Regions from separate parts of the Manis pentadactyla genome. Here region 2 is linked to region 1. The links are chromatin contacts, called in public Hi-C maps. All regions are on one chromosome and are shown on one strand. The core of a region is the stretch at or near the end of the contact, and the rest is flanking DNA. Distances in the headings are between cores, read along the strand shown.

Evidence for each region. A called contact is a pair of places that touch in the nucleus more often than the background predicts.
Region 2: a Hi-C map of fibroblasts shows a contact between it and region 1, with 5 times the contacts expected there. The contact joins the promoter of GPR84 here to the promoter of HOXC10 in region 1. A contact is called at or near these places in 2 of 3 Hi-C or Micro-C datasets (fibroblasts and skin fibroblasts).

Annotation. Positions count from the first base shown.
Region 1 is chr10:38,328,166-38,332,947 of mManPen7.hap1, forward strand. It overlaps HOXC10 (homeobox C10), which reads left to right and starts at 2,670. Exons shown (of 3, transcript XM_057486714.1): 1 at 2,670-2,845; 2 at 2,983-3,508. The coding sequence starts at 2,792. LOC118927170 (a long non-coding RNA gene) reads right to left here and starts at 2,426. Exons shown (of 3, transcript XR_005030737.2): 1 at 2,221-2,426; 2 at 1,939-2,042; 3 at 246-1,379.
Region 2 is chr10:38,636,456-38,641,418 of mManPen7.hap1, forward strand. It overlaps GPR84 (G protein-coupled receptor 84), which reads right to left and starts at 1,438. Exons shown (of 2, transcript XM_036915342.2): 1 at 1,022-1,438; 2 at 1-555. The coding sequence starts at 547. ZNF385A (zinc finger protein 385A) reads right to left here. Exons shown (of 9, transcript XM_036915345.2): 9 at 4,084-4,963.

The sequences.
Region 1 (4,782 bases), core at 1,420-3,919:
CCTGCGTAATTAGAGGCAAACATTTGTCCCACCGGGGGTCCCACTTAGGCTGATGAATTTGATTTCTTTTTTCATTAATGGGCCGTGTTTATCATACTTCTAATTATTTCAACTTTAAACACTATTTGTTCTTGTGAGGAGGTGGGAATCGAGGCGGGAGGCTCCTTCTCCCCGGAGGGAATTGTTCCATTAATAATGGCAAGGATTCTGAAGCGACTCCATCCCCTCCCGTGGCAGAGGTAAGGAATGAGTTTGGGACTGGGGTCGGGCTTTAGGGGGAGATAGGTCCGGAGGCCGAGTGACTCTGTTCCTCTCCCGCCGGTTCCCTGAGTTAAGCTTTGGGGCTTGCTGTTTTTTGAGAGGTAATCTGGAGTTCGTCTCCAGCACTCTCCTCCCACTGCCTCCCACACTCCATCCCAGGCTGGGCTCACACTCTTCCCGTCCAAGGCTCTTTGCAACCTTCCACGGCCAGGCCTGGGCAGAGGCTCCGGGATTGCAGGTTTTTTATTCAGAGAAAAACCAGGAAAAGCTGACGTGGCCAAGCAGTATTTGGGTGTGGGGAGAGGGCCCAGCAAACCCCAAAATGAGGGCAAGGGCAGGGGACTGGGATTCCAAACTCCAGGGACAGGCACACCAGGAAGGAAAATAAAGGAGATGTGAAAGAGGGGGGAGGGAACCCCCCAAAGCCATATAATTCTCAATTGCTTTGGTCTTTAATTTCATCGCCCCATAAATGAGGAAATATCAGTTCCCATACTAAATTTTTATCCCCGGCTGATAAATATGACGGGGAATTTTCGTTGGGTCCTCGTAAAAGCGAACAGTTTCGATCAAACTGGTGGGGAAAGACTTATGCAGATAATACAAACAGAGTGGTCATAAAGTCTCTGCCGTTTCCCGCGGGGTGGGCGGTGGGACAAATGGCTCCCTGGATTGACGGCTGCCGAGGCTGTCCCAAGTCTTGTCTGGGGCCTAAACAGCCTAACCTTGCCCAGGCCAAACCTGTGCTGAGCCCACCGCTAACCCTGCAAATGAAAGCACAAAACCATTTCAGATCTCCTCTGGCTGGCCCTGCAAGCAAGTCACACATTACATATTTTCTTCCAGTTTTCCCGAAATTCAGGGACCCCTTTGCCTTCTCTCTCACCCCCTGGATGAGAGAATTCGGCGGATTTCTTTCCGAAGTCACGTTCTAGCAGCGGGGGCTTGGGCCTCCCTAGAAGCGATCCAGCCTCCTCACTTCACGCCAGGGCGCCTGGAGCTCCGATCCTTTTCCCAGCCACGCTCCAGCCCTTCCGAAAGTCGAAACCCGAGGCGGCTTCATCCAAGGGAAAATGCGGGGCAACCGGAAAGACAAGTTATTCTCCAGATTCCGTTTCCTGAGGAAGGGGTGGAGAGTTTAGTTCGCTTTGGGAGAATGGCGATAGCGACATGGATAGAACTATGTGAAATATACCTTGTCTCCCATTTCTCGACACCCTTTATTAAACAATAAAAACCACAAAAATAGACTGGTCCCTGTTCTCCTTTCAAAAATGCCCCCAGCTCATTCGCTCTGGAAAGGACATTTCTCTCGGTCATATTTTTTGTGGCATCTGGTGTCCTGGTTTCCTGTATGATCCATGACTCCTCCAGAGCAGCAGAGACCCCGAGGATTTTCCTCTTTCGCTCTGGGATATTCCCTGTTTTAGTTGGGGCAAGGTCATTTGGAGGGCCGCCAGGGCCTGGAGCAAAAGCAGCAGAACCGACTCCAAGGCCAAAGCCTTCCCGCCCCTGGGATGGCAACCCAGGAGCCGCCCACCCTGCCAGGCCCAGGCGGCTGCACTCCCAGGTCGGGGAACCGGTGCCTCTGGTTGCCGGCTTCCTCCTGCCCCGACTCCTAGATTCACTCAGAACCTCCTTTCCCCTCAGTATCCCTAAAGTGATGGTGACCCCTACCTGGTCCACCCCAGAGAGAGGAGATTCCACTGGGAGCTTGCAACTCAATCAGCTTCCGTGACTGAAGGTCCCCAAACTGAGTTCCCAGGCCAAACCTGACGAACCTGGACGCGGGAGAGCAGAAACTTTAGTTTTGTTTGGGAGTCCTAACTTTTTCTCTCTGTCTTTGCTCACAGGAGCCCTCCCCCCACCCAACCTCACCCAACTCCCATTCCCGAGGGAAGAAGAGGGGGCGGGGGTCAAGGAGAGGAGAAAGGGAGGTGAGAAGAGGGGAAGAAGTACCTGAATCGTGTCTTGACCTTTTAATTTGAATTTGACTGTTTTGAGCCCCGAGTTGCCTCGCTTTCTCCCTTTCTCCCGCATTTGCCCCCTCTCCGCTCCCCTCTCCCCAGGAGTTACAGGCTGGTTCCTGGGTAAACAAGCCCCATTCTCCCTAGAGCCCCCCTATCTTACTCCACCCGCTCCTGCCCCTGCCGCCCCGGGGGCGCTTCCTTTGTTCGCGGGGATGGGCTCCCGCGCCCCTACCCCAAGGTGGCTGCTAGGTGGCGCTGTTACTCCACGCTGAGCCCTCCGCCTGCCGACAACTTGACCCCGCTGACGTCACGGCCGTCTGAATCATCAAGGCCATTTTCAAATCCCATTGGTCTAGCCGTCACATGGTGAGGACCGAATACACGGATAATTATGGAGCTGATATTCCCCCCCCCCTTCTTTTCCCTCCCGCCCCTCCAACAGCCCCCCACCCTCCCGGATAGGGAAAAAAAAAGATGTCAGCTCCTCCGCTGTAGTATTGCTCCTTAAAAACCCCTCTCTCTGAAAATGACATGCCCTCGCAATGTAACTCCGAACTCGTATGCGGAGCCCTTGGCTGCGCCAGGCGGAGGAGAGCGCTATAGCCGAAGCGCAGGCATGTATATGCAATCTGGGAGTGACTTCAACTGCGGGGTGATGCGGGGCTGCGGGCTCGCGCCCTCGCTATCCAAGAGGGACGAGGGCAGCAGCCCCAATCTCTCCCTCAACACCTACCCGTCCTACCTCTCGCAGCTGGACTCCTGGGGCGACCCCAAAGCCGCCTACCGCCTGGAACAACCTGTTGGCAGGCCGCTGTCCTCCTGTTCCTACCCACCTAGTGTCAAGGAGGAGAATGTCTGCTGCATGTACAGCGCGGAGAAGCGGGCTAAAAGTGGCCCCGAGGCAGCCCTCTACTCCCACCCCCTGCAGGAGTCCTGCCTCGGGGAGCACGAGGTGCCTGTGCCCAGCTACTACCGCGCCAGCCCGAGCTACTCCGCGCTGGACAAGCCGCCCCACTGTGCCGGGGCCAACGACTTCGAAGCCCCTTTCGAGCAGCGGGCCAGTCTCACCCCGCGCGCCGAACATCTGGAATCTCCCCAGCTCGGGGGCAAAGTGAGTTTCCCTGAGACCCCCAAGTCCGACAGCCAGACCCCTAGCCCCAATGAGATCAAGACCGAGCAGAGTCTGGCGGGCCCCAAAGGCAGCCCCTTGGAGAGTGAAAAGGAGCGGGCCAAAACCGCCGACTCCAGCCCAGACACCTCGGATAACGAAGCGAAAGGTAAGGTCGCTGGGGCCGCGGCCCGGCTGGGACGCTCGGGCACTTGGTCTTCGTGGCCGGGGTGGGAGCGGGGGGCGGGTTGGGCCGAGGAGGCCTTGGACGTCCCGGGAATGAAATCCCGGCTTGCGACTCGTGTTTGCTGAGCGCCAGGCTGGTGGCGCGTCATTTGGTTAGGGAAGGTAAGCGGCGAAGTGGAGGTGCTGGGCCGGCAGCTGCCGTGGGCGCCGAGACCAGGGGGTGATGCGCACCACCGGCAGTCTGCAGGCGCCTTATGCTGCCAGGGCGGGTGACCGCTCCCGGGTGGGGGCAGGCTTTGGTTTGCTTGCTCTGCGCTGGTATCCTGGTGGGGTCTGATGTCCCCAGCTCAGGTCAGAAGCTTGCAAAAAGCTTAAAATGGCGATCTTGTGCCAGGGTGTAGGGAAGGCTTGGGAGAAGGGGGATTTCCCTTTTCTGCGTTTTCCCAGTTGAAAATTGTTTCCTGCGAAGCGCGATTTGTTGTTTGTGGGTCTGATTTGTGCGTGTGGTTTGGGCTCCTTCCGTTTTGGGCTCGGCCAGGCCCCCAGGCAGAGGGGCTGGGGCGGGAAGAGGTGGAGGTGAAGAGCTGCCCGCCTCATCCCTCCTTTCCCCAGACGTCTGGCTTGGGGATGGTGTTGGAACAGGGCATTTGGAATGTTAAGTTATTTTTCCTCCCCTTTAATATGTTTTTATCTTCTTTTTTTCTAGTCAAATAAAAAAAATTTTTCATTGGTTTCCAAAAGCAGCTTACGAACGAGTGGTTGGGGAATTTCTGTGTGCGTGGCAAACGGTTTTCTCCTGAAAGGGAATGTGGCCTTGGTTGGATTTCCTTGTGATTTTGGTTGGAGAAAGAAAGTGTAGCCAGAGTTCAAGCTCAGGATTCAAGATTCATTTCTACTGCAGGAACGGGGGCCTCCAGGACCTTTCTCTGACACCTGGAGAAAAAATGTGGAGGAAGCAAGAGCAGTGGAGGGAGGCTGAGGGAACTGACTTGCCCTGAAAAGTTGGAGCAAAAAGCATCAGAAAAGGCCCAATTGGGAGGGGAGGGTTACTCGTGCTCTAGGTGAAACTGGCTACTGGAGGTTGTATAGAAGAGAGGCTTGCTGGGTGTGGAGGCAGATGAAATACTGAGAACTGAGCAGACTGGGGTGGCCTGGATCTTGTGGCGCTTTGTATATGGATGCAGCACACACACATGCCTGGCAGCGACCTGTGTCACACTCACACACACCCCTCTTGCATGCTCTGCTCACACGCAT
Region 2 (4,963 bases), core at 188-2,687, 310 kb after region 1:
GGATGGTGGTGTAGGGCCGGCCTTGGATTCGGTCAAAGCTGCAGGTGCAGACTACGGGCACCAAGATATAGATAGGCCAGAGAGGGGCGAAGCTGGCCACAGCCAGCACCCATGTACCCACCAGTGCCAGCACTATTCCCTTGGCACTGAAAACTTGAGGAAAGAGCTTGGGATGAGCAATGAGGAGGTAGCGTCCCAGGGCGATAAGACAGAGGGTGAGGATGGAGACAGAGTTGGATGCAAAGAGGAGGAGCCCAAAGACCCTGCAGAAGGTAGCACCAGTGCGCCAGTATAGGTGGAGGTAGGTGTCCACAGAGAAGGGCTGGAGAAGGGTGCAGTATAGCAGATCGGCCACTGTGAGGTTGGCAATGAGTAGGTTGAAGCGGGTACGGAGCTTGGGCTGGATGGCCAAGGCCAGCAGGGTGAGCACGTTGCCTATGGTGCCTGTCACAGCCACCACCACCCCCCAGCTAACTGCAACGTAACGATAGCCCAGCACAGACTCATGGTAGCAGGAGAAGTTGGTGTTGAGGTTGGTGTTCCACATGATGGAAGCTGAAAAGGGAGGAGTAGAAGAGGAACAGGGAGTCAGAAACCTGGTCTGGAACTTAGACCTGAACAGCTCTGGGCCTCAGACACCTGAACTGCTCTGGGAGCTCACCAGCCTCCCAAACCATTCCAAGCCTCTTCATCACAAGATCCCCAACATTCTCCTTAGGCTCTTTTAGTCCTTTCCCATTCTCAAAGATTTCCCAAATGCTTATCTAAGTATCTCCTAGTCTCTGTCCACAACAGACTCCAGGCCTCCTCAGTATCCATCCAGATACTCTCAGCAACCTCAGTGCCCCCCAATCCTTCCAATTCCTTCCATCCCCTAAGGTCACCCAGGATTCTCCTCTCTGTATGCAGGATGCCCCTGTAGTCCCTTCTGTGCCTGTCCATTATGCACATATACAAACCTGTTTTAACCATCTGGGAGATGAGTAGACAGAGAAAGTAAATCTACCACAAAAGTACTCACCCAAGTCTCCCAGCCTTCAATTCTCCCTCCAGTGGAAGAAGTCCAACCCACTGAAAGAGTAATTCTTTCTGATGGGCAGTCAGGCTTCAAGTAGGAGGTATCCTGCTTTTGGTTCTCTTTTTATACTAGACTAAAAGAATAAGAAATTCCCCAGTTGCCCAACTTTAGCTACTTCCTCCCTTGTCCTCGCCACCAGTCCTACTCATTTTTGTTTTGGCCAGTACAATCTGGGCTTCTCTGTTGAAATTCCCCTGCTAGTTACACCAAACCTGCCTCACTCCTTCCTTTCTCCTTTCTGAGACCCAAGCTCTGTTTCCTTCCTTTCTTTGCATGGTGGGTCATGATAAAATCATTGCCAAGAAGTGTTGGGACATGGAAACGGATCATCAGAATATCTGGGCCACTTTTCGGGGGGCCAAAGGACAAGGACAAGTTCTAGGAGCAACTCTAGGCACCCAAGAAGCCTTGGGTTACTGTCTTCCTTCTTGGTGGTTCTCAGAGATGGTTCAAGTCAGAGGGTTCCATGTGATACCCTAGCACATCTGAGGAAAGAAGTCAGATGAAGATATGTGAGAAATGAAGCAACTAGGATTTTGGCTTCCCTCCCCACAGGGTGCAGGCCCCTGGGCAATCATTCATTCATCTGTTCACTTGACATATATGTGCTGAGTGCCTACTATGCTTCAGATCCTGAACTGGATACTGGGGGTACAAGAAGGTAGGTACATAGGCTTGTGCACAGTCTAGCAGAGAACACAGATATGTAAGTATATAAATGCTTAATTGGTTCTCTAAAGCCGGGGTTCAGCAAACTTTGGCCTCTGGGCCAAATCTAGACCACCTCTCTTTTTGTATGGGCCAGGAGCCAAGAATGTTTTTTCCCTTTTTAAATGGTTACATTTTAAATGATTACATTTTTAATAAAGTGTTTCCTGACCCTTAAAGTATTTCAAAGACTTAAGAGAAAAGGAGCTAATTGCTAAGGAGGAGGTAAGGAAAGAGTTCACAGAGAGATACCTGAGCTGAGTTTTGAATGATCAATAGGGCTTTGTTGGGAAGATAAGAGGAAAGACATTCTAGGCAAAGGGAACAGGATGCATAGAATCAGAGGTTTTGGTAGAGGTAAACAAGAATGTGAGGTAGGGAGCAACAGAGAAGATTCTGGAGGGGTGAGCCATGATAAAGGAAGGCCTTGTGTATCATGCTAGGGAGCTGGGGTTTTATCCTGAAGTCCATGAGAAATTTGCACTCAGGTAGCTGTGGGTAGGAGTGAAAGACAGAAGTAGGAGTAGGCCAGAATTGAGAGAGAATTGTTAAAGCAGCACTTGTTCACACAAGAAATTGACAGGGCCTGAGTTAGAACCAGGGCTGGCTTCATGGGCATGCCACCTGGGTTATCACACAGGGCCCCACACTTAGAAGGGTCTGGTGCTTGGTTTAATGCTCTGTAGTCACTGTCCTGAGATCCTTTTTGAACAAGTGGCTCTGCTTTTTCATTTTGCACTGGACCCCACAAATTATGTAGCTAGTCCTGCTTAGTGCAGTGGTTGTGGGAATAGAGAACAGTGGATGATCAGAATCACTAAAGAGTCAAATAGGACTTATTTAGCGATTCATTGGAAGAGGTGTTAGGAAGAGGGAAGACTAGGATAACACTCAGTTTTCCTGGTGGATTATGGTGCTCTGAATTGGTAAGATAGAGAATGTGGGATGAGCACATTTCCTTAGGAAAAGGGGTAAATGATGAATTCAGTATTAAAGCAGGTTTGAAGTGTCTCTGGGGCCTATTAGCATCCCAACCCCTTTATTCCTAGTTTCTTCCAGCCCCCTATTTTTCTTCTCACATGTGACCTAGCCTGTGCTTTTCTCCACCCACTCTCCTCTAGGGCTACTCTTGCCCCTCAGATTTCTGGATCTCCAGTCTCTGTCTTTTTTGTTTTTTAGTTAGACAGACCTGGAGAAAACAGACAAAAAACAATCTCCAACTCCTTATTGAGTTCCATTTCTGAATCCACAGTGAACTGCCATCCCCAGCTTCACAACTGACAAACCTAGGAGGCCCCTCTTCCCCTCTCCTTCCTCTTGAGTAGTCATCATCTCACCTTCCTTCCCCCTTTCTTCCAAAAGACTGGGAAGTGGGTAGAGAAGAGGAAGTGAGCAAAGAAGATGCAACTCAGGAAGACACCATGGATATGCTGGGTTTTGGTTTGGTCTTTTTTGTTTGAGCTTCTTGTCACCCAGCAGGGCTAGAGGGCAGGGGTCACAGAGTCACTGGCTGCTCTTAGGGAGTATGTCATTGAAGTGAATTCTGGAGATAGAGAGGAGATCCCTTCCCCTACATCATGTGAGAGGCAGCTGAGCAGAGAGCTTCCCTGTCCCAGAGACAGTTTAAGTGACCAGATGAAAAGGTATTCCAGCATATCTGTAAATGGCACAGTCCCAGTTTTTAGTCTTAGATATAATAAATTTCAATGAACTTTTGAGAGACCCAAACCTGATCATTTTGTAGATGGGGAAACTGAGGTTCAGGGACGGAAAGGACTAACTCAAGGTCACTATATGAAGCCCAGTAGAACCTAGAGTTCAGATTCCCAGTCCTTGCCCCCACATCTTCCCGTGCTTTGCGTGTCGCTTGCGAGGGTTTCCCACCAGGGGTGCAAAAGCCTGGATTCTTCCCTTTGTCTGAGACGGTCCAAATCTATCTCCCTAAAACCGTGAGACACACCGCAGGAGCGGCTTAGCCTAAGGAAGACTCCTTTGCCATGTTGTTGGCGCCGCCTGGTGGAGTTGCGGCGAGGTCTGGAGGAGACTGGACTTCGAATGACTCCCCAAGGCCAAGTTTACACTTGCGCTGGGCGGGAGTCGGCGTTGAGTGGGATGGGGAGTCCCTACTCGCTTTGCACAAACCTCGGATCTTGACTTTTCCCACCCTCGTCTTCCCATCCCCCTTCTTCTGGTCCCCCCCTTTCCTGCACGCGCGTTCCCCTCACCATACAGACAGATACTTCTCCAGACGGAATTCTCCCAAACAACGGGCAAAGACTGAGAGTCCGAGTCTGCGGGACGGGAGGCAACGAATCCGGACTTTATTGTCAGGGATAGGGAAAAGGGAAAGACGTGGCTTGGGGTTGCTACATCGTCAAGCAGAAAGAATTGATGGGGACGGGAAGGCCATTGGGAGCCCGTCCCCGTCCCGGGGCGGGTGCTGTAAGGGCTGACGATACGGACACCACAGAGTTGTGTGTGTTGGGGGGAAGGTCACATCCCGCCCGAGTTGTGCAGTGGAGGTGTCTGGTGGGAGAGCCATGAGGTCTAGGAGCTGGGATGGGGGAGGCTACAGACTTGGCGAATCCTGCAGAAAGGGGAGGGGCGGGGGCGAGGCTTCTATTGCTTTTTGCTCACAGTTTTGCGGAAGGCGAGGCGGGGGTGGGCTTAGACTGGACACCCCTTGCCCCCCTCGGTACCCCTTGGGCGATGGGTGCTGGTGAAAAGAATGGAATCCAGACTGGGGAGGCAGAAGGTAGGGAAGGATCTATAGGGGCATCTACCTGGTCCCACCCAAGTGCCGGAGATGCCCCCAAGTGCTGTCCCCTGCGATGGGCCCAGCTAGATCTGGGGCTGGGGCATGGTGCGGGGCGGGCACAGTGAGGTTGCAGGCGATAAATCCAAAGTGCTTTTGAGGGACCCAGGATCCCGCCTGCTTCCCGGCCCCGCCTCCGCTGCGGAGGACCGGGGTGTTCACGGAAGCGCTTCAGTTTGAGGGTAGGGGGCCGGAGTCCCAGAGTCCGCTTATTGCCAAGAAAATCCATTTCTGCCCCCTGGACCCCGACCATGGCTTGTGAACCCCGTTTTGTGCTAGGTTTGGGAGGAAGGGCTGGATAGACATGGCTTTTGGGAGGAGGGGTGTCTCCAAGGGGCTCCAGGGTGAGACGGCCCCCCCTT